Regions from separate parts of the Anser cygnoides genome. Here region 1 is linked to region 2. Evidence: chromatin contacts called from public Hi-C data. All regions are on one chromosome and are shown on one strand. The core of a region is the stretch at or near the end of the contact, and the rest is flanking DNA. Distances in the headings are between cores, read along the strand shown. Region 1 overlaps SUFU (SUFU negative regulator of hedgehog signaling). Region 2 overlaps WBP1L (WW domain binding protein 1 like).

What was found. Hi-C and Micro-C count contacts between places; a contact is called where the count stands out from the background.
Region 1: a contact with region 2 is called in a Hi-C map of liver, with 7 times the contacts expected there. The contact joins two enhancer-like sites. A contact is called at or near these places in 2 of 7 Hi-C or Micro-C datasets (both in liver).

The regions. Positions count from the first base shown.
Region 1 is chr7:13,895,657-13,898,870 of Taihu_goose_T2T_genome, reverse strand. The region is part of intron 2 of SUFU (SUFU negative regulator of hedgehog signaling); the gene reads left to right. Among named protein-coding and RNA genes, the nearest start is that of SUFU, 20 kb to the left of the region's middle. Within about 2 kb of position 1,555, at least 1 of the 3 cell types and tissues checked has open chromatin away from gene starts, as enhancers often do. A contact at or near this core is called in liver, where this site is marked.
Region 2 is chr7:13,709,436-13,712,612 of Taihu_goose_T2T_genome, reverse strand. The region is part of intron 1 of WBP1L (WW domain binding protein 1 like); the gene reads left to right. Among named protein-coding and RNA genes, the nearest start is that of CYP17A1, 23 kb to the right of the region's middle. Within about 2 kb of position 1,667, at least 1 of the 3 cell types and tissues checked has open chromatin away from gene starts, as enhancers often do. A contact at or near this core is called in liver, where this site is marked.

The DNA of each region.
Region 1 (3,214 bases), core at 306-2,805, 190 kb before region 2:
CCCACAGCTACCTCGGGTGTGCTTAGCAGGACTCCTGGAGAGTGCTTGATTTGCAGGACTGTGTGTTCAAAGCCACCATGCACATCAGGTAGGAGGAGGCAGAATTGCTTTTTGGGTTATCCTCACCGCTCTCCACCCTGTTTTCTGTGGCTATGAGGCTTATTCAAGTCTGTACCTTTCGGAACGTTATTCTTTGTAGCTTGTTGGTTGATGGAGGCCAGCTTGAGGATGCTCCAGTGATTGATTTTCCCGGAAGCTTTTCGAAACGTGGGAGCCTGGAGGAAGGAGTTTGAAGGTGTGAAGGTGCTCTGCAAGGCGTGATACCCTTTTGGCTGGTTCCTTAGCAGCCTGCGTGTCACTGAGACACCCTGCAAACGGCAGCGACATGCCGTGCGAGGAGGAGGCTGCCCTGGGAATCCCGTGTTATGGAACGTCTTACTATTCATTAACTCATTTTTGGGGAGTCGCTCATGATTAATTCCCCGATTGTGGGTGGGCTGCTTCTCTGGGATAAGTGCATCTTTTGTATTGTTGGTAAGGTTTGAACCAAAATGAAAACAGGTGGTTTGGGGGGAATGAGTGGCTGCTCACTGCCCAGATACAAAGAATAGTCTCTTTACCTTTGTGTGGGATCAAAACCATTTACTTGGTCTTCCGCTCCTACATGGAGGAGCAGTTGACGTGTCTAGCAGCCTTGAGCTTCTTATGGGGCAAACTGAGACCTGAGGCTGGTAGAAAATCCACGATTCTGAATTCCTGCCATAGTCTTGTCTCAACTTCTAGTGATTTCAGGATTTATTCCTGGCCACTTGCTGATTGAAATGAGCGTCTGTGAGGAAAGGCAACCTGAGAGTCAGTGGTTGAGCATAAAATTCACTTCATACATCGTGTAGCTGGATCCCGGGATTGAAGGATTTATGGGCGGTTGTTCATTGAGAGAAATTTTATGGCAGCTGTTGAAACTACTTTTGACTTATTTTCAAATACAAGACTTTCTTGGAAGAACAAAAGCAAAAGCTTTGGCAAAAATGCTGACTGAAAATGGCTATCCTAATTACATTCTGAAGATTAATAATTCTTTCCTTCTGTGGAAGACCTGTCTGAATTAAACAAATGTTTTGGTAAACCGTCAAGCTTTTAAAGTCATGTGTCGCAATTTCTTCAAAAACAAACAACCAATCTAAAATTAAGTGAGCTCAGATCAAAGACCTTATCAGCCGAAACCTTTGAACAGCTGTACAGTACAGGTGAATTGCATGTATTTAAAGTTTTGCTCTCACAAAGCAGCGTCTTTTCAGCAATCTGTGTCCATTAACTATTCTAAAACATCTTAAATATAATCTTTAAATATTTAAATCTTACAAAATAGGATTTTTCTGAAAATTCACTGCTACCTTAAAAAGTTGAGAATTATAAGCATTGCACGCTATTGTATTTTTGAGTGTTTTTTGGTGGTTATGCATTTTCTGGTACTCTAGAGATTTTTTTAACATCTTAGAAGGGAAGTAACTTGCTTTATTCCTTTATTTATCTTTTATTCTATATATTTTCTATCAATTCTCTGAGAAGTTCCTTTATTACCGTACAAAAAAAATAACGTGAGTAACATTGCCTGTCAGTTTTTACCACTTTGCAACCACTGGCGTGTTGCAGGCCAGCGTTGTTCTTCTAACTGCTCATCTTGCTTTAAATTTGTTGGAAACCCACCTGAACACTTCTGTTACTCGGTAACCTGCTTACGGATCAATAGAAAGCACGTGTGGTCTTCTGTTAAACAGTTATTTCTGTTTATCCCCTGAAGCATGGAGATCTGTGAAGTTCAGTTAAAAAAAAAAAAAAAGATACAACCCACAACCTAAACTCTAGCTTAATGCATATTAAAAATAAGTGTTGCTTCAGAACCTGCCTTGAAAGGAGGAAATTCAATAGGGAGCCATCTTACTTTCCAAAAATTTTAACTGTGTAAGCTCAGCTTGAAGGCTTCTTGTTAACTTTGATCCTTTTTAAAATTGACCCGTTCGTAATGCGTCTCAGTTTCTGGTGAATGCTTTTTCCTGGAATCAGTCCTTGAAAACTACCCACTTTGAAGCATTTTTGTTTCTCCCTCTAAGAAATACTTCTGTTTTTCCTTTGCTAACTGATACGTGAAACTAATAAAACACTACAGGGGTGCCGAATGTCCAAAGTACAGCTTTGAATTTATGAGCCTACCGCCATCCTGTACCAATCTTTTTGGTAGACCCGCATGCATGATCGCAGAAGACGGGTCTCACTGCACATCCAAACTCCACTCTGTGATCACGGGCTCTCTGGTTATTCAGTAAGCTCTTGCTTTGTTGAAGAACCAAGTGTAATTATTTGGTTTGTTGCTTAAAGGTACGTTTGTTTCCTGGAAGAGGCTTTATACGTACCGGCTGACCGCTATGAAATGCATTGTCTGCTGCATTCATGGAGCGTTTGCTTCTGTAGTACATAATGCTCAAATTCTTTGTTGAGGATGACATGGAGAGAAAAGGAAACGTACACTTATATTTTTAACCAAATGAGTTAAGTATTTGTTTGCTGTATTGTTTGCTCACCTTTCTATCGCAGATGTCTGACTTTCGCTACCTGTCCTCTTGTTTTCGGTCAGAGCTGTTCGTAGTGTGGCTTTGTCCTTGGGTTCATTTCTTAACTATTTTCCTTATGTTATCTGCAAGTCCATCACAAACTCCTTGAAGAATCCTCAAATAAAAGTTACATTAAATCTGGAAGGAGTTGCACTGATGCTTAAATTTGATCAATTTTAGCACTTTACGTTAGTCAGGATTGCTGAAAAGCATGTCTGCTTCAAACAAGCTCCTTACTGTTGGAACAGTCCACCCAGCACTTGGAACTGGTCACGGCACTGCTAGCGATCTGTGTTTTTCAAATGGAAAGTGCTCTCATCACTTTTCTGACAGCCCCGCTTGGCTCTTTTTAGTAGAAGCTCAATGTTAACACTTTGTGCATTATATCTTTCACGTGTGTCAGCAGGGCACCAGCATCCAAAACATGCACAAAGTTTCTCCAGAGAATTTGCCAATGGCTGGAGGAGGAGATTTGAGTTTGCAGAATCATGGAAGCTTTCGTAAACCAGAATCAAGTGTCTTTATGCTCAGTATAAATCCTTTTTTTTTTTTTCTTACGTTTGCCTTCTTGCAACAGCTACAACAAATGAGTGAGGGATGTGATG
Region 2 (3,177 bases), core at 418-2,917:
TGGGGGATCCAGTGATTCCAGTTTCCCAGATCTGTCAGCTCTTGCATTAATGCCAAGGAGGCAGCGATGTACACGGAGCCCAGAGTACGTGCTGCTTTACAGGACAAAGCCAGCTCCTTGAAATGAGCTGGAAATCTCCAAGGCTTTGCAGGAGGGAGATAACGGATGGCGTGTTCGGGCCTCTTAGTTGTGAAACAGGAATACTCTGCTCTAATGGAGCTGAACACTCTCTGAGAACAGACCCGGGTAGAGCTGCTTAGTAATCCTGTCTGGAGGCGTCTGCAGTTAGCCCAACAAAGGCTGGCGGGGAGGGATGTGCTTGCCTGGACAGCCAGAAAACAAGGCTGTCCTTCAGCAGGGAAGCCTGCGTCGGAATGCAATAGCCACTGGCTATTGGGGAAGAAAACACTTTCGGGAAGAAACCCTCCCCCTCTGTTGTTTTCCTAAGATTACCCTAAAAAAACAACAACAACAAAACCTCTTTGTGGTACTTCAATACAAACTCCGTGCTGCTAAGAGTGACTTAAAATGATCATTAAAAGTGCTGTTAGATGGGAACTAGAGATGAAGGCAGGTCAATAAAATGCGAATGTTCCAACTTTGCTTCTATTTTTCTTTCCCATATATATATTTCTTATCTATAATACTACTGTTTCAATCTTGTGCCTTGTCTGTGGCTGTTGGTGTGAAAGAGGAAGCACAAACCTTTGTGATATTGTTTCCAGGAGACATTTAGACTGTAGATAAGTACACTGCTGATATGTCTTAAGTAGTTAGTTTGGCAGCATATGATGCAAAGAATGAATGGAAGAAGGAAGTAAAAATAATCTTACACTGATAAGAAGTATGCAGGATAGGATTTAATTAGAAATTGAAGCCTAATCAAAGTGCTCGGCAGAAAGTAGAAATTTCCTAACAAAAAATGGTGCATCCTGTATCATGGCCTGGGCGTGCATAACCTCTTCCTTGGCTTGTGAAACAGTGGACAAAAATGTACAGTGGCTCCGTTTTTTGCAGAAATGGCTCTTGACCTCAGAGGGGAAGAGGGAAGGAGACACTTGTAATGCAACCCAAAGCGGTGCTCTCCTCGTGTTGGAATTTTTGTCTGGTAGGCTTTTCCTGACGTTTGGGTGCCTTTACCTTTTATCTTTTTCGCCGTGCTGAGCTGAGTAACCTCACATTGGAGGTAGCTGTGCTCTGAGCCAGGGCTTGGACCACATGATCTGCTGGGATTTTTTCCAAACTAAATTATTCCTTGATTCTGTGAAACTATTTGGAAACAAGGGTGACAGCTCCGGGTCTGACACGTGGAACAGGGTCTGACGGCTCCACATTCCCAGAACCTGTTGGTGGACAGGCTGGCAGAGGGCTGCACCGAGAGGAGCTTCCCATCCCAACTGCTACGCTTGGCACAGGGCATCCAGTCCTGCATCCTGCCTGGGATTTGAGGAGCAAAGCTGGTGGCCCTGCACCACCAGGGCTTTGACAACTTGGGCTTTCTGAACTGCATGTGCTGAGAGCACACTGCGAGCCTGTTCAAAGGTACAGGTGCTTGCGTGTTAGAGAAGCTCCAGACAGTGCGTTTACCACAGTCTTGAATTTTAATTCAGATGGGAAAACAGGATGTTGCTTGAGACTGGATCTCCAAAAGCAGAGGAGAGCATATGAAACCAGGACTGCTGCAGGCTCTGAAGCAGGAAGAATATAGCAATGTTGAAGCTGATATAGGTTGCTGCTGCCAAAAGACCAATGTGTTCCTTGTTGCTTTCCTTTTGGAGCAGGCAATGCTGAATGGAACAAATTTTGGGGAGGAATAAACACAGGTGGTCAAGGACAGATCAGTGTTGTGATGCGGAGGAGATCCTGAAATGGCACTGTGGGACTCTGTTCTTTCACCAGCTCCACGTGACTCGTTTGCTAGTTCAAGATGTCACATTGATCTTCTTATGTCACAACCGCAGACCTCAGCTGGTGACTTTTTGGCTTGTGCGTTATCAACAGGATTGCAATTTTGCAATGGGATCTTAATTTCTCAATTCTGTTGATGTGAGAGCCAAAATCTATCCTGTTCATCAGTTGCTTTAACTCTGCAAAGCCAACAAAAGTGAGGAAAAGTGTAAATAAACTAATAAGAACAGATGAGAGAAGAGATGTGTCCTGTTTCTAGCTCTTTTCCTGATGCAAATTACAGTTTTTGGAATGAGCAGTGTTCCTGAAGCAGAAAATGCTGTGCTAGCTCAGCAGCGTCTGCTAAAAGTTGCTATCAGACACTGTAATTACAGATGGAAAACTGCTCCTTAGTCTATAGGAAAATGTTGTTTCTTCTGTTGATGTGCGGTGTTTTAAGATGAGAATATGAAATGTTTGCTTTAGCTACGTACAGCAAAGCAATTTGGCCGTTTTGTCCAGCAAAGTGGTGTTCTCCTGGAAATGGGAAGCAGGTACCACCTTGGTGTGTCTGCGGTGAGTTGTAGGGTAGCCCATTGATGATCTTTAGAGGCTTTTGGGAACCTCGTGGTGCCTGTAGCAGAAGGGGAAGTGGTTTATCTTAGGCAGAGTCATGTTTGCTAAACTGTGTCCACACAATATCAAAGCCTTTCCAAAAGTCATTTTTGTCACAGACGTCACAAAGCTGTAGTCGTTTTGGTTATGAAATTTGAACAAATTCTGGTTTTAGACTCAACCTGCACTTCTGGCTCATCTTTGTAGATTAATTTTGCCTGAACTTAGTGTGGGACTCTTCTGCACTGAAACTGCTGCCTTTCACCACTTGTTCAGTGGGCTGATCCATAGTTTGAATGGGACTTCATGTTTTGCACATGTGGTGACTGTTGTAGAGGTTTATGCGAAGTGGGGCTGTGTTGCACTTACAATACAGAAACAGTGCAGTTCAGCAGGCGTTGGGACCCACAGATGCACAGTCCTAGAGCCTGCTCCTTGGGTTTGCTGCTCATCCTAGCTGGTTGTTTTTTTTTCTCTTTTATTTGAAAGATGGTACTTAAATGATTTATTTCAACACATCTTTAGTATAAACTTTCCCATGCTTTCTTTGCATTATTAATAAGAAATTTTAAGTGAAAGAAAGTGATAATTTTAGACTTTGTTACAGGTTTGCTTGCATCATCAGTGTCTTTTATTAAGGTCTGTTTGTTTTCTAAGAGCTGGTGCACTGCCTTC